Regions from separate parts of the Mus musculus genome. Here all the other regions are linked to region 2. The links are chromatin contacts, called in public HiChIP or PLAC-seq, Micro-C and promoter capture Hi-C maps. All regions are on one chromosome and are shown on one strand. Each heading gives the region's core, a stretch centred on a gene start, on an enhancer-like site or on the middle of the called end of the contact. The rest is flanking DNA. Distances are from core to core; before and after follow the strand shown.

Evidence for each region. Hi-C and Micro-C count contacts between places; a contact is called where the count stands out from the background. HiChIP or PLAC-seq counts read pairs in DNA pulled down with a chosen protein or histone mark. Capture Hi-C pulls out chosen DNA fragments and counts their contacts.
Region 1: a Micro-C map of embryonic stem cells shows a contact between it and region 2, with 7 times the contacts expected there. The contact joins the promoter of Sdad1 here to the promoter of Septin11 in region 2. A contact is called at or near these places in 1 of 484 Hi-C or Micro-C datasets (embryonic stem cells), 2 of 115 datasets of contacts at active chromatin or transcription factors (bone marrow-derived macrophages and memory CD8 T cells) and 1 of 9 other capture datasets (adipose tissue).
Region 3: a promoter capture Hi-C map of adipose tissue shows a contact between it and region 2. The contact joins the promoter of Cxcl9 here to the promoter of Septin11 in region 2. A contact is called at or near these places in 2 of 39 promoter capture datasets (cranial neural crest and liver), 1 of 484 Hi-C or Micro-C datasets (embryonic stem cells), 1 of 115 datasets of contacts at active chromatin or transcription factors (bone marrow-derived macrophages) and 1 of 9 other capture datasets (adipose tissue).
Region 4: a FOXA1 HiChIP or PLAC-seq map of pancreatic cancer cells shows a contact between it and region 2. The contact joins the promoter of Uso1 here to the promoter of Septin11 in region 2. A contact is called at or near these places in 2 of 39 promoter capture datasets (cranial neural crest and pre-B cells), 3 of 115 datasets of contacts at active chromatin or transcription factors (embryonic forebrain, memory CD8 T cells and pancreatic cancer cells) and 1 of 9 other capture datasets (adipose tissue).
Region 5: a contact with region 2 is called in a promoter capture Hi-C map of liver, with 2.1 times the contacts expected there. The contact joins the promoter of Naaa here to the promoter of Septin11 in region 2. A contact is called at or near these places in 1 of 39 promoter capture datasets (pre-B cells), 1 of 484 Hi-C or Micro-C datasets (B cells), 1 of 115 datasets of contacts at active chromatin or transcription factors (pancreatic cancer cells) and 1 of 9 other capture datasets (liver).
Region 6: a contact with region 2 is called in a FOXA1 HiChIP or PLAC-seq map of pancreatic cancer cells. The contact joins the promoter of Art3 here to the promoter of Septin11 in region 2. A contact is called at or near these places in 2 of 115 datasets of contacts at active chromatin or transcription factors (microglia and pancreatic cancer cells) and 2 of 9 other capture datasets (adipose tissue and liver).
Region 7: an H3K27ac HiChIP or PLAC-seq map of microglia shows a contact between it and region 2, with 4 times the contacts expected there. The contact joins the promoter of Cxcl10 here to the promoter of Septin11 in region 2. A contact is called at or near these places in 2 of 115 datasets of contacts at active chromatin or transcription factors (memory CD8 T cells and microglia) and 1 of 9 other capture datasets (adipose tissue).

Annotation. Positions count from the first base shown.
Region 1 is chr5:92,308,428-92,311,841 of GRCm38.p6, forward strand. Sdad1 (SDA1 domain containing 1) reads right to left here and starts at 1,597. Exons shown (of 22, transcript NM_172713.2): 1 at 1,365-1,597. The coding sequence starts at 1,454.
Region 2 is chr5:93,092,165-93,095,643 of GRCm38.p6, forward strand. It overlaps Septin11 (septin 11), which reads left to right and starts at 1,252. Exons shown (of 10, transcript NM_001009818.2): 1 at 1,252-1,433. The coding sequence starts at 1,407.
Region 3 is chr5:92,326,243-92,329,753 of GRCm38.p6, forward strand. Cxcl9 (chemokine (C-X-C motif) ligand 9) reads right to left here and starts at 1,837. Exons shown (of 4, transcript NM_008599.4): 1 at 1,721-1,837; 2 at 508-634. The coding sequence starts at 1,781.
Region 4 is chr5:92,135,781-92,139,648 of GRCm38.p6, forward strand. Uso1 (USO1 vesicle docking factor) reads left to right here and starts at 2,158. Exons shown (of 24, transcript NM_019490.1): 1 at 2,158-2,383. The coding sequence starts at 2,318. It also overlaps a transcript of G3bp2 not described here.
Region 5 is chr5:92,276,170-92,279,609 of GRCm38.p6, forward strand. Naaa (N-acylethanolamine acid amidase) reads right to left here and starts at 2,012. Exons shown (of 11, transcript NM_025972.4): 1 at 1,743-2,012; 2 at 750-914. The coding sequence starts at 1,963.
Region 6 is chr5:92,385,173-92,389,042 of GRCm38.p6, forward strand. It overlaps Art3 (ADP-ribosyltransferase 3), which reads left to right and starts at 1,715. Exons shown (of 10, transcript NM_001370591.1): 1 at 1,715-1,819; 2 at 2,962-3,039. The coding sequence starts at 2,971.
Region 7 is chr5:92,347,097-92,350,667 of GRCm38.p6, forward strand. Cxcl10 (chemokine (C-X-C motif) ligand 10) reads right to left here and starts at 1,793. Exons shown (of 4, transcript NM_021274.2): 1 at 1,658-1,793; 2 at 993-1,119; 3 at 709-798; 4 at 1-289. The coding sequence starts at 1,718. The coding sequence ends at 271. It also overlaps a transcript of Art3 not described here.

The DNA.
Region 1 (3,414 bases), core at 347-2,846, 780 kb before region 2:
CACACACCACTGGTGGGGATAGAGTGGGAGCACACACACACACACACACACACACACTCGCACACACACAGCTCATGGTGCGGATGTCCATGGTAGAACCACTATGGACAAACTAAAACTGGCCTTCTACGGCCTGGTTTATAATAAAAGGACTCTGATCAAACACCATAGACACACTTGCACATTTGTGTTTACTGGTGCACGAACCACGGCAGCAAGAAGCAGAGCCAGCCTTTAAGTCCATCAACAGAATGTGTAGTGAAAATGTGGTACATGCATTTAGTTTTTTCCAATCAAGAGCTGAAACCATGACAACAGGAGGAAAGATGTTAAGAAATTAAACCAGACTCAGAGAGGTAGCCTGTTTCCTCTCAGAAGCAAAAGTCAGATTTCAATTTAGTTTGTGACACAAGTTAGAAAGGGGAACCCAGTAAGAGCTTATGTTTAATGTGTATTGAGAGCTTGCCTACTTGTATGTGCGTGTATACATATGCCTAGTATCCAGAGGCCAGAAGTCGGGTGTCGCATCCCCTAACACTAGAGCAACAGATGGTTATGAGCTATCATGTAAGTGCTGGGCCTTGAACCCAGGTCCTCTGGAAGAACAGCCAGTGCTCTTAACCATTGAGTCAACTCCCCAGCTCTGGAAGAAGAGACCTTAAAGGGATGCAGGGAACTGAAATAAATGTGATGTGTATACAGAAGTGAAGTGGGGGCTGTCTGAGGAGAGAAGGGGACCAGTAAGGGGGGGGGGGAGACAGGGAGGATTGGGAAGGGCGGTGTGTAAGAAGACAAATAATAAAGGCAAAGGCGCGTCTTAATCTATCTACCAGGTTAAGAGTACAAAGTCACGGCCTTCATTTCGTGGTTCTTATGAATTCACACACTTGGAGTATGCCATGCCCCTCACAAACTGGACCTAACAGAGTTTTAGACCGCACATTTCCCTCAAAGCATTTTTTTCAAATCTAGCTCAGGGTGACTCCCAGGGAGTTTGAACTGTGGCTTAACTACATCTTCTACACTCTTGACTGTGGGGTGGCCCTGCCATCTGAGAACTCCTTGCTCTTCTTGGCAGAGCTTGGGGCACTCGGGAGAGGCCGTCTGTGGAAAGCATGTTTAACACACGACTCATCGTATGCTAGGGGCTAACTCGAGTTTTTGCTCTGAGGCGGCCAACGGACGTTACCGGCCCACGTCGGCGAGGCGGGCGGATAAACCCGGAGGCAGCAGGTTTTAGGGTGTGTTTCAGTGTTGGTGGGGTCTGCATGTCCCGTCCCCCGTATCTCCATCCCCCGTCCGTTTCCTCCCCAGGCCCCCGGAAGCACACCGGAGCATCCCGGGGAGCCGGATCCCGGTCCCACCTCCTCCACGTAGGCCGGCGGGTCCCGCTTGATCAGGTTCTGTAACTGCGGCAGGTTGCTGGGCAGCTTGTTGTTGTTCCTGCCGGACATGGTGGCTGTGGGTGGGCTCCCTGGCGAGCAGTGCTTGGAAAACGTCCGCCTCTGTCAGTCGCAGCCCGGGCCCCGCGGCAGCTTAGACTCGTGGGTCCCAGTGTAACCGGAAACGGCACGTGGGACACGCCGCTTGCCCGACCGAGCTACGGAACGCTCAGAGGATCAAACTTCACCACCCTGCTGCAACTCTTTGTAGGCGTCTGCACGCTATCGGTCCCTGCCGGTGGACAACCGCTACTGGTTGTCACCAAACTCTGGAGCAGGTTTCCTTATCTCAACATTCTTTTCCACTGAAAACAATTTTTATACAATATATTTGATCATGTTCTTTTTCCTCCGCCAATTCCTCCCAGTTCTCCCCATCTAGCTCAGCATTCTTATGGTGGCCCAAATAAATGAGGATTAATATGGGACTCAGGTATGACAGCATACAACTGTAATCCCTGTACTCAGGAAGCTGAGGCAGGAGCATTATATTTGTTTGGGGCAAGCCCGAGGCTTACTCTGTCTCAAGAAAAACGACAGAAATTAAGCAGGGGCCTGGGGACTGGTTCAGGTGTCCTATCTCATAGGAGACCCTAGGTTTCTTCTCCAGCTCTCCATAAACTGCGTGTGTTGGCTCATGCCTGCAACCCGCATACTCAGAGAAGAGGCGGCGGGAGGGTTGAGACTCCAAGGTCATCCTCAGTTACATAGGAATTTGAGAGAAACCTGAGATACATGAGATCCTGTATTATAAAATGAGGATTAGGGGCTGGAGATGGTTTAGCAGCTAAGATCTGGTACTGCTGTAGGGACTCAGGCTCAGTTTGCAACACACGGTGGCTCTCAACCATCTATAGTTAACTCCAGCTCCTGAGAAATGTGTGCCCTCAGCAGGTGCCTGTGCTCACAGCACACATACCCACACAGAGTTGCACACACATCACTAAAACAAAAACCTTGTCAGAAATGAGAATCATTTTCTTTTAGGCTGTACTAAAGGTAGAAGAAAAAAATCCATGAGGAGTATGCTTAGAGAATATGTTTTAGAGAATGGCAAAGAGCAGGGGTGGAGGTTAGATTGTTTTTTTGTTGGTGTTGGTTTGTTTGTTTGGTTTTGTTTTTTGAGACAGGTTTCTCTGTGTAGCCTTGGCGGTCCTGGAACTCACTCTGTAGACCAGGCTGGCCTTGAACTCAGAGATCCATCTGACTCTGCCTCAGGAGTGTTGGGTCTTAAAGGTGTGTGCCACCACCGCACCCAGGCAACTCTCTTAATTCTAACCACAGAGGGGAAAACAGCTGTTGGATGGTAACTAGGTTTTTGTTTTGTTTTGTTTTTGTTTTGTTTTGTTTTTTTCGAGACAGGGTTTCTCTATGTAGCCCTGGCTGTCCTGGAACTCACTCTGTAGACCAGGCTGACTTTGAACTCAGAAATCTGCCTGCCTCTGCCTCCCTACTGCCGGGATTAAAGGTATGCGCCACCACTGCCCGGTAGATGGTAACTAGTCTTACACTAATAGATGAATCAAGGTGTTATTATTCTGTGTAACCTAAGCAGTTTCCTAGATCAACTTCATCCAAGGTTACCTGACACCATGTTAGAGCCCAAATCAAAAGAAATTTATAATCATATCTGGATAAGTCCTGAGGACAGTTAGATCAAGAGTGCTCGTGAGGGCGTTAGTGTTCTATGAGGGGATTTTTCCTTCCAGAGGCCGTCAATGTTTGTGGAATGTAGATGGCTAACTTCTAAAGTTTTTCCCAATTCTTTAATCATAAGATTAAAGCAACATTTTAATTTTTTGAAAATTTCCTAAAATATGTTTTTGATCATATTACTCTTCCCCTAACTCCCCCAGACCCACTCTCTCTCCTCTCTCTCTTCCTCCCCCTCCCTTTCCTTTCCCCTCCCCTTTCCTCTCCCCCTCCCTCTCCTTTTCTGTCTTCATCAAGTCCAGTTTGTGCCGTTTGTATA
Region 2 (3,479 bases), core at 2-2,501:
CCCAGAAACTTGGATGTTTGAAGTCTCAGGTATGACTCTCAGATGCCCGCCCTAGTTCTCCCCCCACGCCCCTGCCCCGTGGGCGCGTTCATGTGGGCTAAATACAGCCCTTCCCTTGCCTCTTCCCCTGCGCTTCAAGTCACCTACTTTCCTCAACTCACGTGAGTAGCTATCCTCACGTGATCGTGGGTCTACCATGCGTGGACACCCACAGCGCATTACACTTCTCCCTGTTAAGCCTATGTCAGATGTATGTACAAGGACCCCGCCATTTCGCCTGCCACTCAGACACTGTAATTATTCCAACATCTGCTGGGGGTGGGGGTGGGGGGAAGTCCTTCTTAGTGGTGGAGGAGCCCTCCCAGTTCCCTGTGCTGTGAGTCGCACCCACTTGTCACCCGCTTCTCGCCTTCGCTGTGCACCACACCCCGCAGCCAGGATTGAGCTTGCACGCCTCCGGGCCCTGGGTCATCCGGTCTGTCTCCGGGATCCAATATCACGTCCACTGACCTCTTCGCACCAGTAACCTCTCCAGTGTGACACGGTGGGAAAAGCTCTGGAGCAAGCTCACAAACGGCTTAATTTTTCCAGCGAGCACTCAAGTTTTTTTAATTAATTAATTAATTTCCCTGTCCCCAGCAGCGGTGGTTGGGTCGTTCACGACTAGGTCCTCTTTTTCTGGAAAAGCGGTCCCCAGCCCGGCCGCACACCACAGCGACGGCTTCCAGCAGCTGGTTTAGTCTCCTTTCTGATGGAAGGCCCAGCAGACCGGCAATTCTTTCCTCGTGGGGCGCGCTCGGCCCTAGTAAGTTACCCACCGCACCTTCTAAGAGGGCTCCTCCGGGTGGGGCGTGTCACCAGGTCAATTTTCCAGAGGTACAACCTCTGCACCCTGCGGTCCCCTAGCCTCCCTGCCCCACCCCATAGCAGCCCCAGGTGCCGGCTCCGCGCAGCGCGTGGCAGCTCGGGGTTGGGACCTCCGCGCCTAGGCTTTTACGCGGACCCCAGCACGTGTTGCAACAGGGGGAGTGTCGGGCAGTGTCCCGGCACAGGACGCTTTAATGGGACGGAAGAAAGCCACAGGAAGGAAGGTGGCTGACTTCAAAGCGTATCATCTTATCAGCTGACCAGGATCACGGTTCACCTGCTGCGTTCGTCTGCTCGGCTGGGGCTGGGGATCTCTCTGCACCCCCGTCCCGGGGCAGCTAATGGTCGAGTCCAGGCGGGAGGCCATGTTGCTGGAATAAAGCGGGCGGGGCGGCGCGGGCGAGCAGATGCGGCTGGAGGCGCGCGGGAGCCGGGCGCGAGCAGGGCGCAGCCGCGAGGGAGGCGCGGGGGAGGCCAGCGGGAGCCGGAGCACCAGCAGCAGCCAGTGTCGGTAAAGAGCAGCCAGAGCCACAGTCGCGATGGCCGTGGCGGTGGGGAGACCGAGTGTGAGTACTGGGGCCTCACTTCTCTAGCGTGCTGATCCCGGGGCGCCGGGTGGTCTCCGCTTCGGGGCGCGTGCGGGTGGAGACTTGCGGGGATCAGGAGGGGGGCTCTGGGTGGTGGCTGTTGGGGGCTGTGGGTGTGTGCATGAATTTGGGCGCGCGTCTGGGGCGGAGGGGAGCTTGGGGAGCCCGCAGGCTCAGAGCCTACCTGATGCAACATTAGATCGCTTTGGCGCGCCCCTGTTTCGGGGATGTGGGAAGAAAAGGACCCTTCTGTGAGGCGCCCTTAGAAGAGATTGCTTGAGCTGCTGCTTTCCCCAGCTACCTCTCTCTCACGGCGCACAAGGCTTAGCTGGTGACAGAGGAGGAAGGCGCTGACTGAGGAGGGTTTCCTCGCGGTTCTCTCGCGCCCTGGGGGCGATCCGGGCATGAGAATTGGGTGCTGAAGCGCTGTGTCACACGGCCGTAGAAGCGGGTCAAAGGGGTGGGATTTCCGTGGTGGTTTACTCCCCCCCCCCCCGGGTGCATTGTGAAATTCCGGACACCCTCAGGCGCCCACCCGGGTGACCCGGGCCCTGCCCAGGATGTGGACAAAGCCCTAGGCACACACACACACACACACACACAAAGTTTTCAAAGGGCTCCCTTTCGGGGTGGGTGGAAGTCCTGAAATACTCTGCGGCTGGCAGGCCGGGGGCGGCAGTAGTGAATACGGGGCTCCGGGAAGAGGAAGGGAGGGTGCGTGCCTGGAGAAGTGTCCCAGCACCCGAAGTCAGAGAGGGGATGCTCTGGGCTGGGGTACGCGCCACGGGCTGTGCCTCTGGGAGTGTAGGCTCTGGGTTTCCAACTCCGGCAGCCAGCTAGAGCGAGTAGGACTTTGAGGATGTAGTTTAGGGTCTGCTCTCTAGCCTAGGGTGAAAAGGAGGGAAGGGGCGGTGGCGGCAGTGGCCGCCTTTCCTTTTTATTGAAAGGAGCCAAGCCCAGTGGGAAAGGCGGAGTCCTCTTCTCTCGGGTTTTCTTTGTCAACGTTCATTGCCCACTTTTGCCTGGTCTGCCCTGGGGGCGACTCCGGGGGAGTCCTTCCCTGGCTAGTACCCCATCTTTTTTTTTTAAATTTTCCCTTTCGAACTTTGCAGCTAGCTTCAGGTGGTGGCCTGACATTTTGCAGATACAGAGAAAAGTCTTAGATGTTGAAAGCTGCCAAACCCCAGATGCTGAGTCTCTTGGCTCTCCCCACTTACATCTCTACACACACACACACACACCCTTCTGCACCCCCTGAGGAGTCTTAGCCCAGCAGGAAGTTCATGGGGTCACTGCAACATTACCTCAATTTGATGGTTTTGCTGCAGTTTGAGGTTCTTTGAAAGACTTTTCCCCCCCACAATCAGAAAATGTTCCCTGGTCATCATTAAGTGTTTGTGTGGGTCTTTTTAGACCTTTCAAACTCTGTTAAATGACACATTCTTAAGAATTTTGGCTTCCTCTTCAAAACACAAATTATGCCCTTGTTGATTGGTGCGAGGCTGTCCTTACTGAGGGGATTTGCTTAGTCTCTGGGCTGACCTCTTTATTACTATGGTAAGGAAATCAAGGTTAACTCTTGGCCTTATTTTTCAGGGCACAGATTCAAAGAACTAAAATAACAATGTATGTTTTAGAAGCCTCTGCAAGTGTCTGGGAACCCACTTATCCTGTGTAGGGGGTGGTCCCCCCCCCCCCCCCCCAGTAACACCTATCGCCAGTGCATTCTTGAGGGCTGGGGGAGGTGGTCGGAATAATTTGCTGCACATTTCCAATAAATTAGTAAGTTCATCTATGTCAATTAAATAGGAACAATATGTGAGTTTGAGATTTAGCTGTGTGGCTGTAATTATATCCAACTCCGTGTCTGCCCGCCATATGTGAGCTTACAACCACAGAGTCCTTCCTTGTGCAGGACCTTTCGTTCAGATAGTAGGGGAGGGGAGGTTCTGAAGGCATGTGGATACAGAGAAGATCCCTTCTTTATGCAAATTCTCTGTCGTCACTGCAATTAAGATGGAATTA
Region 3 (3,511 bases), core at 587-3,086, 770 kb before region 2:
ATGCCGCTTTTAGGATTCAGGGTTAGGGTTAAGTAGAGAGAGAGTACATGCATAGCCTGTGCAAAATCCTAGGTTCAACCCTAGCACCCCCAGACAACTGACAAGTATGGCATTTTTAGAGAAAATTAATTGTCATGAGAAACTGTCGTTGTTATTCTGTTAAGGAAAAAACAAATTACAAATGGCAACTTCTCCTCCCCTGTAGGGAAGATGTCCAGGTTCCTACACTCTCAGATGGTACCTACGTACCTATATGCCTTACTTAAGATAAAGTCTAATGTGTAAACTAAACAGACTAAGGTATTAACCGCACATTTTATTATTTAAAGATATGTCATCTTCCATTTTCAGTTTCCAGAAGAAATTTCTTATTTTGAAGAGGAAGAAAGAAAAGGAGTAGACAGATTTATGGGGGGGCCTCCTGCCTACATGAACAAGTAAGCAAGCTGAGGGTGAGAATCCCACTAAGTCCAGTGTAGGATGCATGCGTTGGGAGCATTTACTTACATGATTTCAGTTTTGTTGCAATTGGGGCTTGGGGCAAACTGTTTGAGGTCTTTGAGGGATTTGTAGTGGATCGTGCCTCGGCTGGTGCTGATGCAGGAGCATCGTGCATTCCTTATCACTAGGGTTCCTAGGCGGAAGATAATGCACATTACTTAGAATGACATCCTTTCGAATGAGGCTTGTCTCAGTCACTATTGCTGCGACTGAGTGTCTGTGACTGCTTTTCAAGGTAGGTGGTATTTCCATTCTGTATACCAGGAAGCCAAGGTTAAGGGCAAAGTCATTTAGCAAAAGGGAGCAGGGGAAGAACTTCATTTTAGGTCATTTAGAGTTCTTAACAACATCACTTCACAACCTTGGAAGAAGAGAAAACCTCCATCATACTTAAATCCCTACTGTTAGACACACATATATGCAACCTGTCAGTACTACGGGGACCGGTTTCTTAAGCAGTTCCTCAATCTACTTCTTGCTACTGGGGTCATGGAGTTGATGTAGGTGTGGACAGAAAGCTCTACTTACAACAATTGATTACCATTTCAATCCTATTCCCTCTCATCCTCACTGCTCTGAAAAGTCTCTTTAAACCTATGTCTCCATCCCTTATTGCTTACCCAGGTCAGTGTCTATTTACACAGGTTTTGCCAACACACAGTAACTATGGCACACCTACTTTACACACGTGGAAAACGCTCTCTAGGAAGGTTTTTTTTTTTTGTCCGAAGTAAGCAAAGTCATGAATAAGGAGGTCAAAGGCAATCTCTCTGACTTCTGAATTCTCAGTTGGTTAACCACAGACATTCTTATCAGTGCACAGCATCGGTTGAGGAAAGTGATGCAGGAGACAACTTAGAAAAGGATCTCTTATGTCACTCTCTGTTGCCAGGGCTGCGGATGAAATATTTCACAGGATAAATTCGAAGTAAAGCACCCAGAATCCCCTTTACATCTGAGAAATGTTTTTTCATTATTAAAACATTTAAATATGCTTTGAACCCTCATTGGGAACTCACAATACCTACGCCAAGAAGGCATATTTAACTTGGCAGGTATAGATTACGACCTTTGGATAACTGCTCACAGCATCTAACTGCTTTGATGACCAAACAGTATTACTTTTTATTGCATGCAAGACATTCAGCTTTATCTGCTGGCCTGAGAAGGCTTTTACGGTGATTCAGTCCTCAGAACTTACTAACGTAAAACTCCTCACCTCGAACTCCACACTGCTCCAGGAAGATGATGCCCAAGAGGAAAAGAACAGCGGACTTCATGGCAGAGCTGAGTTCTATTGAGTCACTGTGTTGGAGTGAAGTCCGAGAATGTCTTTAGAGAGCATGTTCTTGGGGATCATATTTATTTAGGAAATCCCTTTTCCTTCCCGTCTCTGATTGGCTGGTCTCCTCAGCTGACCTAGAAGAACTAAACTAACCACAAATTGATCGTCCTGGGGAAAACCCTACTCTCAGATCCCAGGGAATTTCTGCATGTTCTACTTCCATTTCACATAAACGGGGAGTTTATAGTAAGGGATGTGAAACCACCCCCAGGCAAAGTTGCTACCTGGATGTGGAATAGATTATACAATGACTATATTAATGTTGTACAATGAAGGTTGGAGATGTACTTCCCACGTGGGACATGACACTATATGGCGACTCAAACTGCCTTTCCTCACAAGTCAAAGCTTCTTAATTTGTTGAGGGTAAATCCATTTCGTCTCACCGTGGCTACAGTTTCCTATCATTGTAATTGCTAGATTAGTTGCATAAGCTACTGCTGTCCCGTTCCCTGCTACCTTTTCCAGATGTTTCACGAGATGTCTGTGTCACTCACGGTAGGACTGTGAAGTGAGAAAGCACATGTTCACGAGCATTTTCTAAGGACTTTAAAGAAGCTACGGATAGAAAGTGGCATTCAACAGCAAAGATTTTTTTTTTTAAAATAGAGTAGTTGTGAAAGATGCTCTGGTTGGTCCAAATTCTTGTAGCTGTTGGAATTAAAACAAGTTAGCATGACAGCAAGAGAAGTGATATCAAGCTTCCTCAGAGAATGCCCAATTTGCCTTCTGGGACAGGATGCAAACTGGAGGAAAGATCCACGTACACAAAACAACAGGATGGAGGAACAAAGCCAACAACCACCCTTTCAAAACAGGATCTGAGAAAAAGGAGCAAATAAAAACAAAAGTGAATGTACGTATTGGTGCTATATATATATATATATATATATATATATATATATATATATAGTCCTTTGATATGTCACGACTAGATAATAGTACCTTAGTAGGACATAATGAAAGTATTGCAACGGGGCTGGCCAAATGCTGGATAAGACTGGCAAAATATTAAATAAGACAAAGTATTAAAAAAAATTCTTTTGCTCTACTTCACACAGTCATTAATTAAGGTAGGACTGGCAAAAATTACTAGAATTCTTTGGCTTTATTTCACAAAATCATTGAGTGCACTCATTAATAGAAGGGAAAGTTAATAGCTAAGATATGGTATTGTTCTGTAATTGGCTACACATGTCTAGACTTTGACCATCTCCACGCAGACTTTCTATTCTTTCTTATCTCCTCTAGAGACGGCTGGACCAGAGTTTCAGCGAAACAGCTCACACATCTTCCTTTTAAATGTGTCTGGAAAAAATGTACAACTATGATGTAAATTACGTTTTCGCTCCTCTCTGTTCTGTCTAGCTTTCTTCCCATTTATTCTTCCTCTCCGAGAACCAGCTGGTTTGATGGAGTTGTAGGCAGTTCTCGAGAGTCTTCAGTTAGCAGGCAGTGCTACAACCCAAGGTGTACCTTAATCTTGGGAAAATAAAAACTAAAACTATTTCCCAAGTCAAGGTAAAAGACATCTAAACAATCTTTACCAACTTTTTCATTATGTATTCTCCTTCCCTATGGAAAACCATATGGAACCTAACTAAAGTTTGAAATAAATAAACCAAAATCAGAAGGAAAATCATATGGAACCTAACTAAAACACAA
Region 4 (3,868 bases), core at 908-3,407, 960 kb before region 2:
CTTCCTGCCCAGGACCCAATGTTAGGGAATAAAACAGGTCAAATGATGGACACCTCCTCGTAAGTCATGACTACTGTGTCCAACAAAGTTTAAAACAAGGTATTTCAACGAGGTTTGTCCCTTAAAACAATTTTGTAACAATGTCAAGGTCCTGTGTTCCATTACCAAACAACAGAGATGTCTCCAAGCCCCCTCAGATCGTACCAGAGCCTCATCCCTTAAGGTAGGACAGTGAGACTTGGGGAAGAGGAGAGGTCAGGCTCAGGGCAAGGTGAGAATGCTAGGTGAGGGTCTTAGCAGGCTTTCCTTGGTCACTGGTGACAATTTAATGGTTACATTTTTTAGGATGCAACAAAATGCCTCCACGGAAAATGTCTAAAGCAAAATGTCAAGCAGAGGACAATAGTGGCACACAGTATTCCTGGCAATAGTATCCCACCATGCTCTGTGTCCAGGCTTACGACCTTGGGACTATCTATCACTACGGCCTGCATGGTGTGTGTTCTGTCATTCACGGGCAGAACAGATCGTCTCTCTTAGCATACTAGTCACATGTTCATTCAACAATTTATTCACCTATCCATCAAAATCACTCCATGATTAGTAAATACACTAGCAACTGATTTACAAATGGCCGGGTCATCAGATTTGGCTTATCAAGTTTGAATTCAGTGTCGGCGGCAAAGTGACAGCGCAAAGAATCTGCATCTTGATTTCAAGGTACTCTCTCCTGAGACGCTGAAGTGGAGGCTTAAGGAACTAGCAGGAATCTGCCCCACAAAGAGGGAAAGGGCATACTAAAGCAAGAGAAACATGTTGAGTATTTGAGGGACACTGGCGCTTCAACCCTAACAGGTGTGTCTGCCAAACTAAGGAGTTTGGATGTCATTATATAAACCGGGGAACCACTGGAGGATTCTAACAAGAGGACTGACATACTTCCTCTTGGGCTCACCCAAGGGTGTACTGTGGGAAGCCAGGGCTGGATGTAGACAAACTAGTTAGGAGCCTACTGCTGTAATCTCAGTGTGGAAGAATCTGAGAAATATTCCTGCACACCATACACTCAACATTGGACAGGTGAAGGAGGAAAGCCGGAGTCTTCGGATTCCTCCTTACAGACTAGGGGATTATTTGGGTAGAGGTACTACTGAGCACGCTAGGGCACACCGTGGAAGCATACTGATTTCTTTTTAGAGGGAGTCTGGGGGAGACATAGGTCTTAATCGTCACATCTGAGACCTATGGGGAATTGAAACCAAGAGAGGCATGAGTCAGTTGGTTTACTAGACTCCCTTTCAGAGTCAAGAAATTTGCAAAACCATGTGTACCTGGCAGCCTCATTTGGAAAGAACAAGTATAGCGATTTGGAAATATGACATTCTGCTTGCTAAAACCATTGAAAACGTAGAAATTAAGAATTAATTTTAAAAAGGGGGGCATTATGCTACCAAAATGACACAATGGAACAATTTATTTCCAACCTCTTATTAGAGATAAACGAAGGGGGTTACTTCTCACACTTGAAAATGAGCGGAGAACCTGGTGTTTAGATCAAGGAATTCTTTTTAGCGGGGCTGAGGAGCAAGAACTTAGAAACGCGCCCTCGAGTGGTAGTGGAATGAGGGGTCTCTAGCACCCCCTTTACCACCAAACAAAGCCCTGGGTAGAAATGCAATTTGCGAGGATCAAAAGGCCACCTCGCTCGTACCGCTTAACCGAAAGAACCATACGAATCTTCCAGGGGACAGGACACCCTTCTCCCCCTTACCTGTCACGCCGGCCAAAGGAAAATTTCACTTTCGACTCAACAAAAATAAACCCTCAGGTTTGACAGCTTGCAGTCCGTCCCGCTCTCGGCGACAAAACACCTACCAGCCGATGCTCCTAGTCTAATCAGAGCCTCGGGAGCCGACTGGGCAGGGCTGCGACCACGTGGGTGACCGCGGCCAGCAGCAGCAAGCAGCGCAAGGAGGAGGAGGGGGCGTGCCCAAGTGGTGGGAGGCCTGCTGGTAGGCGTGGCCTGTGGGGCCGGGCAGGTGGGCGTGGCCTGCGGCCCGGGGCTCCCTCCTCTCCCCTTTTGCCTTCGCCCTTCGAGCCGCCACGTAACGCCACGTCCCCGCGCATGCGCACCGCGGCTGGTGTCCGCGGCTGTTTCCGGGCTCGGGGGGCCGGAGAGGCTGCTGAGTAGGAGGCGGCGGTGGCGGAGGCCGGGGAGTGCGGAGAGCCGGCTCGGGGGCTAGGCCCTACGGGGGGCGGGGGGCGGTCGTGTTTTCTTTGGCAGAGGGGCTGGTGAAGCCGGCGGCTGAGCGACAAGATGAATTTCCTCCGTGGGGTGATGGGGGGTCAGAGTGCCGGACCCCAGCACACTGAAGCCGAGACGGTGAGCGCAGCGTCGCCGGGCCGGGCTGGGGCCGGGCTGGGTGGGTGAGATCGGGGCGTCTACGCCGCTCCCGTCGCCTGCCTTCTTTCCTTCCCCCTGCTCGGACGCGCGAGCTCCCCACGCGGCGGTGCAGCCCGGGCCGTGGTGACAGGAGGGCTTCGGGGACCCGGCACGGCGACGGACCGCGCGGCCCCTCCCTCCTTCCCTTTAACCTGTCGGCCGGCCAGCCTCGGTGCCGGCTGAAACCCGGCTCTACGGGGCTGGAAGGAAGTTAAGACCCAGCTGTTGGCGAAGGCTTGTGGCTAAGAATAAAACGATATTCTTGGGGCACAATGCCACCTGTTCCTGCCCCATCAGCTGTAAGAATGGGCGTTTGCCTAGGGTTGGTGGTTCAGACCCTACTTTTCAGGTTCACCCAAATGTGTCATGGGGCAATACTTACTCCTCTTGCACGCTGTAGTGATCTGCGCGCTAACCACTCTAGGGACTCTTCTGCTCTATTGGTGACATGATTTGTTAATGTTTTTCTTTTTTAATTATTAAGACATGGAAAACCGGCATTTGATTTTATGTTTAGGATACACTTCCTGGGAAGTTTGCAGAGCCAATTGGAAACTGCTGTGGATGGCTTACCTGAGAAAAATGAATTTAGATATACAGAAAAAAAAAAAAACCGCGTGTGACATTTTAAAGACAAACTTTGGGTAGTTGTCATAGCTCTGTTTTGTGGATTCAGAAGGGTCATAAAATAGGACCTGCAAGATAGGATGGAGTCTTTACTAATGAAGAGAGAATTAAAGTAACTTGACCAGAATCTTGGAGCTAGAATTTACTACGGGGGAAACTAAGAAACTAAGCTTTCTGCTAAGCTTAGACTTGATTGCTGATCCCGGGTTTCAGTTGTTAGCTGGCCCTTTTGGAAATAAGATTACCCACATTAATTAAGTTAGGATTACGTTAACTAACGAATGTAGTGTACTAATGTAGTTAGTGTAGTTTACGCATGTAGTTAGTACTGAGGGAGATGGAGGAGGCCTAGGACTGAATCCAGGGCCTGATTACATGGAGGGCAAGCATTCTGCCACTGAGCCAGACTTCCCACCAGGTTACAACGGAGCTGAAGGCTGTCACATGTGTTGTTTTTGAAAATCAGATCTCCTCTTCCCCCAATACCTGGCTTCCCTTGTTCCTCCCCACATGGCAACAAGGCTGCTGTTATTGGAAAGCCAGGGACTTTAGCTCACCACAGTCACAGCCCATCTCTTTAACCTTTCTGTGTTTTGTCTGATGTTTGTCTGTCAGAGACACACAAATTAAGAGCTGGCTTTGAAATGAGACCTTGATTTGAATCCAGGCTTCCAGGCTTGGTTGACTTGGACAGATCTGGGAAGGCTAATGCTTTCTAAGTAAAAAGTGCTGGCTCCTGTGGCTGTAATGAGTCTTTAAAGTTGAGAAACATGAAAGTGCAGCCCTTAGTAGATGCTC
Region 5 (3,440 bases), core at 762-3,261, 820 kb before region 2:
ACATCCAGCCAATTGGGGTGAATGATAGTAACTCTAGGAATCAACCAACCACATCTAGCCTTCCTACATATCCCTACATATTCCTTAGGAACTTAAGCTTTATTCTACCCCTACTCAAAATGCAAGTCTTATTCTAAATAGCATCTTATATTGGTGCAAGCATCTCTTTTATGTAGGGGTCCATCTCAGGAGCAGTTTATAAGGCAAGAAACCGTACATTTAAAAAAAGCTCATACACGGGTGGAGGAAGTGCTGCTGGGTGGTTGGTTCGGGTCCAAGCTTACGTCGGCTAACTATACAAAGCAGTTCTTTCTAATTGCCTTCTATTGTGATTGGTTTCCAAGAACACCAAGGCACAGAACATAACAGAATAAGCAACAAGCTCAGGCCTCGTTTCCTAATAACAAGCACTTGAGAAAGTTTCTTTATATCATTAGTAACAGTGCAAACTGGCTGGCCAGACCTTCGACAGTTCCTAGGCCTTAACAGTTTGGAAAGTAGGATGCCATCTAGATCCCTGACAAGATAAAAGTAAGCTTTGGGTAGAGCGGCTGCTTCCCTCTGGAAGTCCACCAGACACATGCTGCTCTGATTTCCCTGGGGAGTCAGAAACCTAAGGTGACATGTAAACTTCAGTCATTATCTCATCTTCACCAAGCGAACATATCTCCTCCATTCATTATGGGTGACAGGAGTCCCCAGTAGGTGGCAATTAGTTGACTTTAATCCACCTAGCACGGGGCACTTACGCGGAAGCCTCGTAGGCCAGGTTGACCAAGATACCGTCAGCCAGGCTGAGGTTGAGCGAGTCACAGATGCTGCGGATCTCGTCGGTGAAGGGCTGAGGCAGGAAGCTCTCCACCTTCGACACAATTTCTCCGACCATCCCGAGTACCCACTGGGGAACCCTGTCGCTAGAAATGAAAAAGTACGAAGTTTGTTTCTCGTCTCAGAGCATGGACAGTGCACGTATGCGTGGACGAGGCGGGAGGAATGTTGGGAATCTAGATTACTTTCAGAGCTGCTCCATTCCCAGCGTTCAAACCAGCGGGAATAAAGTGGGCATGATAGTGCAGGGCTGTAATCCCAGCTACTCAGGAGGCTGAGGCAGGAGGATTGTAAGGGCAGTTTATGTTTCACAGCGAGAATCTCTTTCTTTTTTTCTCACATCATAACATTTATATTCATTATTTGGGAATTTCATACAATGCAACCCGATCACACGTTCCTCTCGAGTCCACCCTCCCACCTTTGCCTTACCCCTCAAACAAACAAACAAACAAAACAACAACAAAAACAAACCACCAAATCCAATTTATGTTGTCCATATACTCATATATGTATAGTCAAACTCCCAGCGAGACTTTCGAAATGAAAAGTATAAGGGCTGAGATACACCCAATGGTAGTGCAATCACCACTACCTCCAGTGCCAACCTCCATGTAAGGCCAGCCAGGCTGGTCCACGATGCGGAGTTTCCTGGGCTGCATGCCCTACGCTGCAGCTTAGCATACTGGGTGACACCTTGCGCGTTACCCTGACCCGGAAAATGTGTGGTAAACGCGCGCGCCGCAGGAGGCTCCGAATTTGAGAGCCGAACTGGCCTTGCTGGGTCAGCCACCCGCTGGGCGCTGCGCAGAGCAGTGGGGAGGGCAGCGGTGCAGCGGTGAGAGGGTAGAGGTGCAGCAACGAGGGAAGAGCAGAGCCTGACTACAAGTTCACCAGACCAGTCCCGCGCTCACCCAATGACCTGCGCCACCGCGGTGCGCAAGAAGTCTGGGTCGTAGTGCCGCAGCATCGGCAGCCAGCGCTGCTCCGGGGCCGCGTCCAGACTGACGTTGAAGAGAGGCGGAGTCCCGGGGACGACAGCCGACAGCCAGGGACCGGACAGCGACAGTAGCAGCAACAGAGCCAGGGCCAGGTGTGCCCCATGGCACGCGGCCCTGGTGGCTAGGGTCCCCATAGCTCCGGCTTCTGAGGCCACCACCGGACCAATGAATCTTTGCTGTCCTGGGGAGGCGGAGTGGGAGGCCTGGGGCGGTGCTGGCACTGAAGGCGGGGCCTGCGCTCCACCCGGTCAGGAACCCAAGCACTGACACCGCCTCCTGCCCCAGCGGGATTAAGCCTGCTTCTCACTCACAGCTAGAGGCAGTATCACATCTCTGTGTAAAAGGCCGGGAGTGGTTGTACTTAATAACCTGGTGATTTGTGCTATACGTAGGGCCAGACCTCACCCGAACCCCCTAGACTATACTTCTATCCTAGACTTCCCAGACTCGTAAGCATTGTTTCTCAGTCAATAGAACCTATCCTTACGGAAGATGTCACATGCACTTTGTAGTTTGATGACTCTATGAAATATGTATGCCCAAGACCACACCCGATCCTGCCCAAGGTCCTTAAGATGCCGTAAGCTTTACTGTGCACATGAGATTGAGATAATTGTTACCAGGAAACGTCTTTTCCCTAAAATTGCGCTGTACTTAAACACCTAAAGTTCAGACTCTGTTTCAACCAGCGCCGGTGTACTGGATGGTTCTGTGTCAACACAAGCTAGAGCCGTCAGAGAGGCGCCTCGGTTGAGGACAATGCTTCCATGAGATCCAGCTGTAAGACATTTTCTCAATAAGCGATCGATGGGAGTGGGCCCATCCCTTTGTGGGTGGCGCCATCCCTGGCCTGATGATCCTGGGTTCTATAAGAAAGCAAGCCGAACAAGCCATGAGGATGGAGCTAGTGAGCAGGCCGAAGGACCCCAGGGCTAGTCCACCCCAGTGGCCTCTTGCTGGGATGGAGCTAAACTGCACATTCAGCTCACCCAAGTCAAGTGAGCAGCATGTTCAGTGAGAGAGCAACGCTGCCTCAGGAAAAAATCCCTGCCTGCAGTGGAAAGTAACAAAGACCCCCATGTCAGCCTCTAGCCTCCATGTGCACACACACACACGTGCACCGCCACACAACACACACACAAACATGCTAATGCTGAGTTACAGTCAGCAAAAGCACAAACTGATACTCTATGCCAAATTTTAAGATACTAAATAATACTGTGCTGAAGACACACACAGGAGCGTGCGCGCGCGCACACACACACACACACACACACACACACACACACACACACACATCTGAGATTAGCAGCACTTGAGGGAGGGGTCATGGTGAGTGCTTCAGTTCCACTTTTTGGTTCTCTTCTTATACTGAACTTCCTCTCTGTAGGCAGAACATAGCCCAGACTGACCCCACCCTCCTGCTCCTCCCGCTTGAGCCCTGGGTACTGGGATTACAGGCGTGAGCCAGAAAGCCAGCCTCTCATGCTTTCACTTATAAAACAAAAGCAACAAAAAAGCCAGGATATTAACATTGGATTGGTAAATGTTTCCTTGTGCTCTATATATTTGTATGTTAAAAAGTCGTGATTATAAAGTGTTTTTATTGGG
Region 6 (3,870 bases), core at 465-2,964, 710 kb before region 2:
CAGCCAGTCATGGTGCTGAAGCAGTAGCTGAGAGCTTACCTCTGAGCTACGAGCATGAAAGAGACAGAGACAGGGCCTGGAGTGTGGGCTTTTGAAAACTCAAAGCCCGTCCCCAGTGACACACCCCCTCCAATAAGGCCACACATCCTAGTCTTTCCCAAATAGCTCCAACAACTTGGGATTAAGCATTCAAATACAGGAGCCTGTTGGGGCCATTCTCGTTCAAACAGCTGCCATGTGGGTTCAAGCCAGTATTTTCCATTGCTGAGCCTTAGCTCAAGCCCCCAAGACAAATTTCTTATTTAAAAAAAATGAGAGCATGGGAGATAGAAAATGCTTGCCTTGTAAGTGAGAAGTTCTGAATTCAGATCCCCAGCCCACATAGAAATCAGAAGCCAAGAGGGTCCCTGGAGCTCACTTGCCACCCAGCCTAGCAAAGTCATTTTAGGTTCAGTGAGGAACCCTGTCTCAGAAAACGAAATGGAAAAAACACTGTGACCAAAAGCAACCTGGGGTCATCTTGTTCATCTCTAAGGGAGGTTAGAGCGAGAACTCAAGCAGGGCAGGAACCTAGAGGCAGGAACTGATGCAGAGGCCATGAAAGAGGGCTGCTTACCAGTTTCCTCATGGCTTGCTCAGTCGGCTTTCATTGTGGGACCACACCCACAATGAGCTGGATCTTCCCCAACCAATGAATTGTACTAGGCTAATGGGATCTCTCTCTCATTCTCTCTCTCTCTCTCTCTCTCTCTCTCTCTCTCTCTCTCTCTCTCTCTCATAGATTTGTTTATATGACTACACTTTAGCTGTCTTCAGACACACCAGAAGAGGGCATCAGATCCCATTAGGAATGAATGGTTGTGAGCCACCATGTGATTTGCTGGGAATTGAACTCAGGACCTCTGGAAGAGCAGTCAGTGCTCTTAACCTCTGAGCCATCTCTCCAGCCCAGGGGGCCAGGGGTGGGGGGTGTGTTTTCTCAATTGAGGTGCCCTCTTGCCAAATGACTCTAGCTGGCATCAAGGCGACAGAAAACCAGCCAGCATCTGTCCTTGTTCAAAGAGTGTTCTAGATGCTGGCATCCCCAGCTTCCTTCCTGCCAGTGTTCTCGGTTGGACTTTCATTGGCCTTCGTTTATCCTGAGCAGTTGTTACCTGATTGGGTCTGGGGACACACACATAGTAGTGACTGCCAAACCAGCTTCAGTACTGTGCTCAGCTTGTTTGTGTGTCTCAGTGCCTGGCGCAGTACCTGAACCGCAGTCAGCTGGTTGAGTGGTGATAACCATCACTGTTGACAGTGTTTAACAAGTGAGCCCCCTTGCTGTGGGTGTCATCTAATAGAGGACAGTCCAGCCTTCCCTCTAGCATATGAGTGTCAAAGGCTCAGTTGTTGGGAACTGACCACCCCGCCACCCTACCCACCCAGTCCCATTCCCCCAACTACACACACACACACACACACACACACACACACACACACACACACTGCTCCAAAGGAGTCCAGGGCTGGGTTCAGAACTGAGCATGCTCTGTGGCGGGGGACATTGCTGTGGATTCACAGACCTCTTGGAGACTTAGTGTTAACAGCAGTGGTTCCAGGGCAGAGTGTGGCGACCGACCGGATATAAATAGCAGGGCAGAAGTTGACTAATGAGCCACTGCCAAGCTACCACTAGGGGTGTTATAAAAAGAAAAGCATTCCCAGGCAGCTCACTGTCAACAACATCCTATCCTGGAGGGAAGTTCTCCACAGCAGAGTGGGAATCCGGTGTGAGACAGGGCATCATTTAAACTTCCTGCAGAGGCACAAACGCCAGGTAAACATTTTGATTTATTTGCACCCAAACTGCAGAAAGGAAGACCAGGGAAACCCTGGCCCACGGCTGGCTTGGCACGTGCTGCCCATGGGTATTCCTTAGACTTTTTGAGAGGGAAGTTTGACACAGAGTAGCATCTTAAAATAACTACAGATATTTTAATAGCTTTAGATAAAAGGACTGCTTTTGAAGACAGGAACCTGGGACCTGGATGGATTACAACAAGAAAGACTGCCCTTCCTTCCCCTATGCTGTTTATTATCTCATTCAGAATCCAGATGATGATGTTTGGTTAAAAAAAAATACAGGAAAATAGAGGCTTCATTTGAGTTACAGCAATGGCAGCAGCTTTGCTGGAGCATTATGTATGTGAGAGACCGGAGGCTAACAACCTGTGTCACTGGTTGAGTCGGTTAATGGCTCCGGATAGCTTCAGCCAGTGAGGATTCTTGCCCTCCTGTCTATCCCTTACGCTGCCACAAATACCGGAATGGGTATTGGGCGCCCAGCCAGGACAATGATAGAATCTTGTTAGAATCACTGCCTTCGAAGGGCTCCTGAGTCTGTTCCTATCGTCAGGACATTCCACACTGGCTCGACCTCTGGCTTGTGTTGATTGTGAAGAGTTGGAGGAGGGAGGTCACCTCAGGCGAACAGCTTTGTACTGCTGCTGACCTCATGTCTCCGCTCCCACCCAAGTGGGCATGCTCTAACTTGCAAAGCGAACGGAAGAGCGGAAGCTTCACATGGGAAAGTTTCTAGACCATTCTTAGAAACTGGGAGTGAGAATGAGAGCATGGTGGTTTTAGTTTGTGTTGTTTCCTGTGAGTGCTCAGGGGACATTTAGAGATTGGGAGGAAAAGGTCTCTCTGGAGGGAGAGGTCTGTCTAGAGTTATGTGGAAGTAGACTTGGAAGCACTAAAGTTCTCTGCAGTTTTGCATTGACATCTCTAGAACAAACTGTTAGACACCTGGATAACATTGAATGCCTCTTATAGTCATAGGAATGTATTTGATAATCACTGCGACTATCACAATATCTATCCAGAATGAAAAAATATGCAACATCACCTTATCCAGTTCCGTTTCCCTAAACCCTCTTTGTTAAGTTTACTGAATTAACGTTTTTCATTCTAATCCAGACGTGAAAAATGAAGATGGGACATTTTGAAATGGTCACCACGCTGCTGGCAGCCGCAGTTCTAATGGACATCTTCCAGGTAATGAAGGGAACGGGAAGCATGCTCGCTCCCTGGGCTGGGAACCCTGTAACACAGCCTGAGGCATCTCTGCAGACTGAGAGGAGCCAGAATAGGCAAATGAACTTGTTGGAAGCAGCTTTTCCTTTATTTTGCAGGTTACACATGTGGTAAGTGTAGAAAATTTAAATTAAGCAAAGAAGACAGAAAAATTCAACCACAAACTCCCTCACTCAAAGGGATCAACTCTTGGGGGATTGTGTAGATAGCCTAGGTGGTTTCTCTCTCTTTGTGTATAATTTAATTAAAAATATGGTACTTTTAACCTTGCCTACAGCTAATACTACACGGCATTTCCATGTAAATAAATATTCTGGCCATATCGTGTGTTCTCCAGATAATGCCAGTGTTGATTCCATGTTTGTTATATAAACTAAGTAACGGCTATTCCCTGGTTTATCTTTTTACTGGCAGAAATTTTATCGTGTTATTTGCAGTTCAATATTTAAAAGCAGTAAACATACTTTATGAGTGGCCTGAAACAGGTATCTCACTTGCCTTCTTTAAGCTGCCTTAAGAAAACATTGCATCCAGTTTTAGAGGTTTGATCCACCTTCTAGACTCTAGAATTCTAATGCAACAGCATCCTATACCCTGTGGCTTGCACATTGTGTTGTTGGTTCTTTTACTTAAGACATATAATTGAGATACCCTTAAAACATTTCTCAGCACATACCTTATTGGTTTATAGCGTCCTTCCGATGCTGTCCCGCAGTAACTGCGCTGGAGAGGTGCTTCGCATACTGGAGGTCAGCCCCAGTTCCCCCTCCCTCCATTCTCTGACAACAGGAG
Region 7 (3,571 bases), core at 543-3,042, 740 kb before region 2:
AGAGCTAGGACAGCCATCCCAGCCACTTGAGCGAGGACTCAGACCAGCCCTTAAAGAATTCTTGCTTCGGCAGTTACTTTTGTCTCAGGACCATGGCTTGACCATCATCCTGCAGGAGGAGTAGCAGCTGATGTGACCACGGCTGGTCACCTTTCAGAAGACCAAGGGCAATTAGGACTAGCCATCCACTGGGTAAAGGGGAGTGATGGAGAGAGGCTCTCTGCTGTCCATCCATCGCAGCACCGGGGTGTGTGCGTGGCTTCACTCCAGTTAAGGAGCCCTTTTAGACCTGTAGGAAGAGGAAACTGTATTGAGCGGAATAGACTCTGCTTTCACTTTGGGAACCCAAAGACCCTGGGGCAAAAGGCCTGGTGCATTTTCCTCTGCTACACAATCTCCATGGGTCACGGGTGGGTGGGGGTTGAGGGGACAGAATGGGTTTGTGTGTTTTTTGTTTTTTTTTTTTTTAAGTGAGGAAGTGGGGGGGGGGTGGGCATTTGGCAGCTTTACCCGTGACAGGTATAATAACTGCTCCACTTCTAGACACTAGGAATGTATGACCTAAGAAGGCACCTCAGTGTCTGTGTAAATGGAGAGACAAAGGCACATGCCGGTGCCATGAGTTTAGGGCAGATGCCCCACAGCAAAGCCCAGGGCAGGCGCTGCTCCCCAGACCACCATTTCCTGAAAAAGCAACATCAAACCTACCTTTTTTGGCTAAACGCTTTCATTAAATTCTTGATGGTCTTAGATTCCGGATTCAGACATCTCTGCTCATCATTCTTTTTCATCGTGGCACTATAGAAATAAGAGTGAGATACTCAGATTAACGTCAGGCCAACAGAGCTGATGGCCCTGCAGGTCCATGTCAGAGTTCAGGCACTGTGCCTTAGTTAGAGTCACAGACCCGTCCCTATCTTTCCTGGTTTCCCTCACTTATTTACTGTGTGGTTACGGGAGGGACGTTTATCGGCAGGTGGGCTTGTACTCACATGATCTCAACACGTGGGCAGGATAGGCTCGCAGGGATGATTTCAAGCTTCCCTATGGCCCTCATTCTCACTGGCCCGTCATCGATATGGATGCAGTTGCAGCGGACCGTCCTTGCGAGAGGGATCCCTGCAGGAAGAGAGGGGGAGAGCCAGGAAGGTCAGCACACGGTTTCATTTTAGGCACTTAAAATGGATGAGGTAGTGTTTAGCAGACCCTGTCTGATCTGTGGAGAGACGCATCCCATCGTATCATAGGGCTGAGTGTTTGAATATCTTGGTCATGGTAAAGAGAGATCTGCAACTTGTCAGTTACGAAATCCTGCATTTATGCACTGCTCACAGTATTGGTTAGGCTCAGGCAAGGAGGCATCCGTGCCTTACCCCATCCCACTCTTTCGCCCTTTCTCCTGACTCTCTCTTCCCTCCTTCTTCCTCCTCCCTCCTCCTTTTCTCCCTTTCTTCCCTTCTTCGTTCCTTTGCTTTTATTCTATTTTTCTCTGACTTCAACCAGCCTATGATAAACTCTGCAAGCTGAAGGGATTTCTTCCTGCTTCCCTCTTCTTTATAGGTACACACATTAAAGCTTAAATACATGCTGTGTTTAGAACTGAGCTTAATCGTCTGACTTCTGACTTCGTTAATTAAATGGCCTTGGTGTCCCTTACCTTGAGTCCCACTCAGACCCAGCAGGATGAGGCAGAAAATGACGGCAGCACTTGGGTTCATGGTGCTGATGGGGAGGCTTCCGGAAGGTTGGCTCGGGATGTCTCTCAGCGGTGGATGAAGCGCTTCTCGAGTGCCGGCTGCTGAGGAGTATTTATCTGCAAAGAGTTTCCCTCCCTGAGTCCTGATTGGCTGACTTTGGAGATGACTCAGCAAGGCTCCGCAACCCGAGGGAAGTCCCCTGTAAACCGAGGGCATTGCTTGTGTTTATTGTGACCCATGAACTTGGAATTTCCCTCTCCCCTCTTGTGCTCCTTTTAATTTTTAACGAGTGAGGTAAGTTTCACTTTCCAAAGCGTGAGCTGTTTGAGAAATCAGATGCAGTGCCTTGCAGAATAAGTCTGGAAATGGCTTTAATTCTCATCTTCCTTCTCTCATAAATAAAACACAGAACTGATATCTAAGTCAGGTTCTAACCATGGTTTTTACATTTGTTGTGTTTACACTGTTTATTTTTGCTTTTTACTTCATATGCTTTATTATAAAATACTTGGAATAAACTTTAAAAAAAAATCACACGCCAAATTTAGCCAGATCCAAAGTCTATACAACTTAGTGAACAGTTAGAGCAGGCATTCAGAACAGAAGCCGGAAGTGTCACACTAATGTTTACAAGTTACAAGAGGAATTGCAAAGCTAATTGTTGCCCCGTGCTGATTCTCTCAGGGATGCTTTGATTGTCTTCTTTGTGAGTGTGTGGTTACAGGGTCAAGGATGAAAGTGAGTGTGGATGTCACTCTGCACAGCACCCAAGGCAGCAGATACCTGGGACCTGGAAGAGTAGGTGAGGTTACATAGATCTCGCATAGAGGTGACAGTGATGAAGGGGATGGAGGTGACTCATCCTGGGAATGGGACAGGAGCCTGGAGTGTACCGGTTCAAAACTTGACAACAGAGGCCAAGAGTGAAACCTGTACCCACCAACGGGAACTGGGAAACAGGAGCTGTCACCAGAACAGGAAGGGAGTTGCTGCTTGGGAAAGATAGAAATTTCTAGAGAGCAAAATCCACATTGATGTAGTCCAAGGACTAGAACAGAGCTAAGCTTTCAAGGGAGCAAATCACGGGACAGCCGTGGAATCTGGAAGGACAGACAGAAGGGAATGGGGGCAGAGACAAGCCAAGAGACTTTCGTTTTGCAACCTTCTGCTGGGAGAAGGCTACTGTGAGAGGACGCCATGAGCAGTCTCTCCCAACCTGCTTCTGCAGAATAGACGCTGCGCTGTAGGAACCTCAGAATTTTAGAGTGGAAAGAGGTGCTGAGCAGTTTTACATTAAACAATAAAGAAAGATACATGGTGACAGTTTTATTTTATTTTGTTATTGTACAAGTTCTCAGTCAAGATGTGAAGGAAAAACAGATTTGAGGATGTTAAGAAAAAACAGTTAGCAAGTGGATATATAGTCCCTTACTGAGGAGAAAAGAGTTTAGTAACTATTGCGTAGTGTTAAGCATCTGTTAGTCAAGAGTTTTCCCTCATTCAACCCTCTAGGAATCCAGAAACTCCATCTCTGTAGCCCACGCTCTCAAACACTTGGTTATGCAGTGGCTCCAAAGAGCAGATCCTTGGTTCAGGCTCCAGACTTGCCTGTGTCTGCTTGGCTGAAGTTATCTTTGATGTTTCTTTGGTGTTTCTGGAACTAAACACCTAGAAGGGGTTTAAATTGGACTTGTTTTACACAGAATTTCATGCTAAAATGAAAGTTACTGTAGTATACATACATTGTATCCAGTAAATAGTCACTCGTACTTGAAAGCAGCCCTTTGACTAGAACAGGCCATTTTGCACTGAATTATAGCAGATTATGGCAAGTATGGTATACATGTCATGGAATTTTTGTGGCTAGGAGAAAA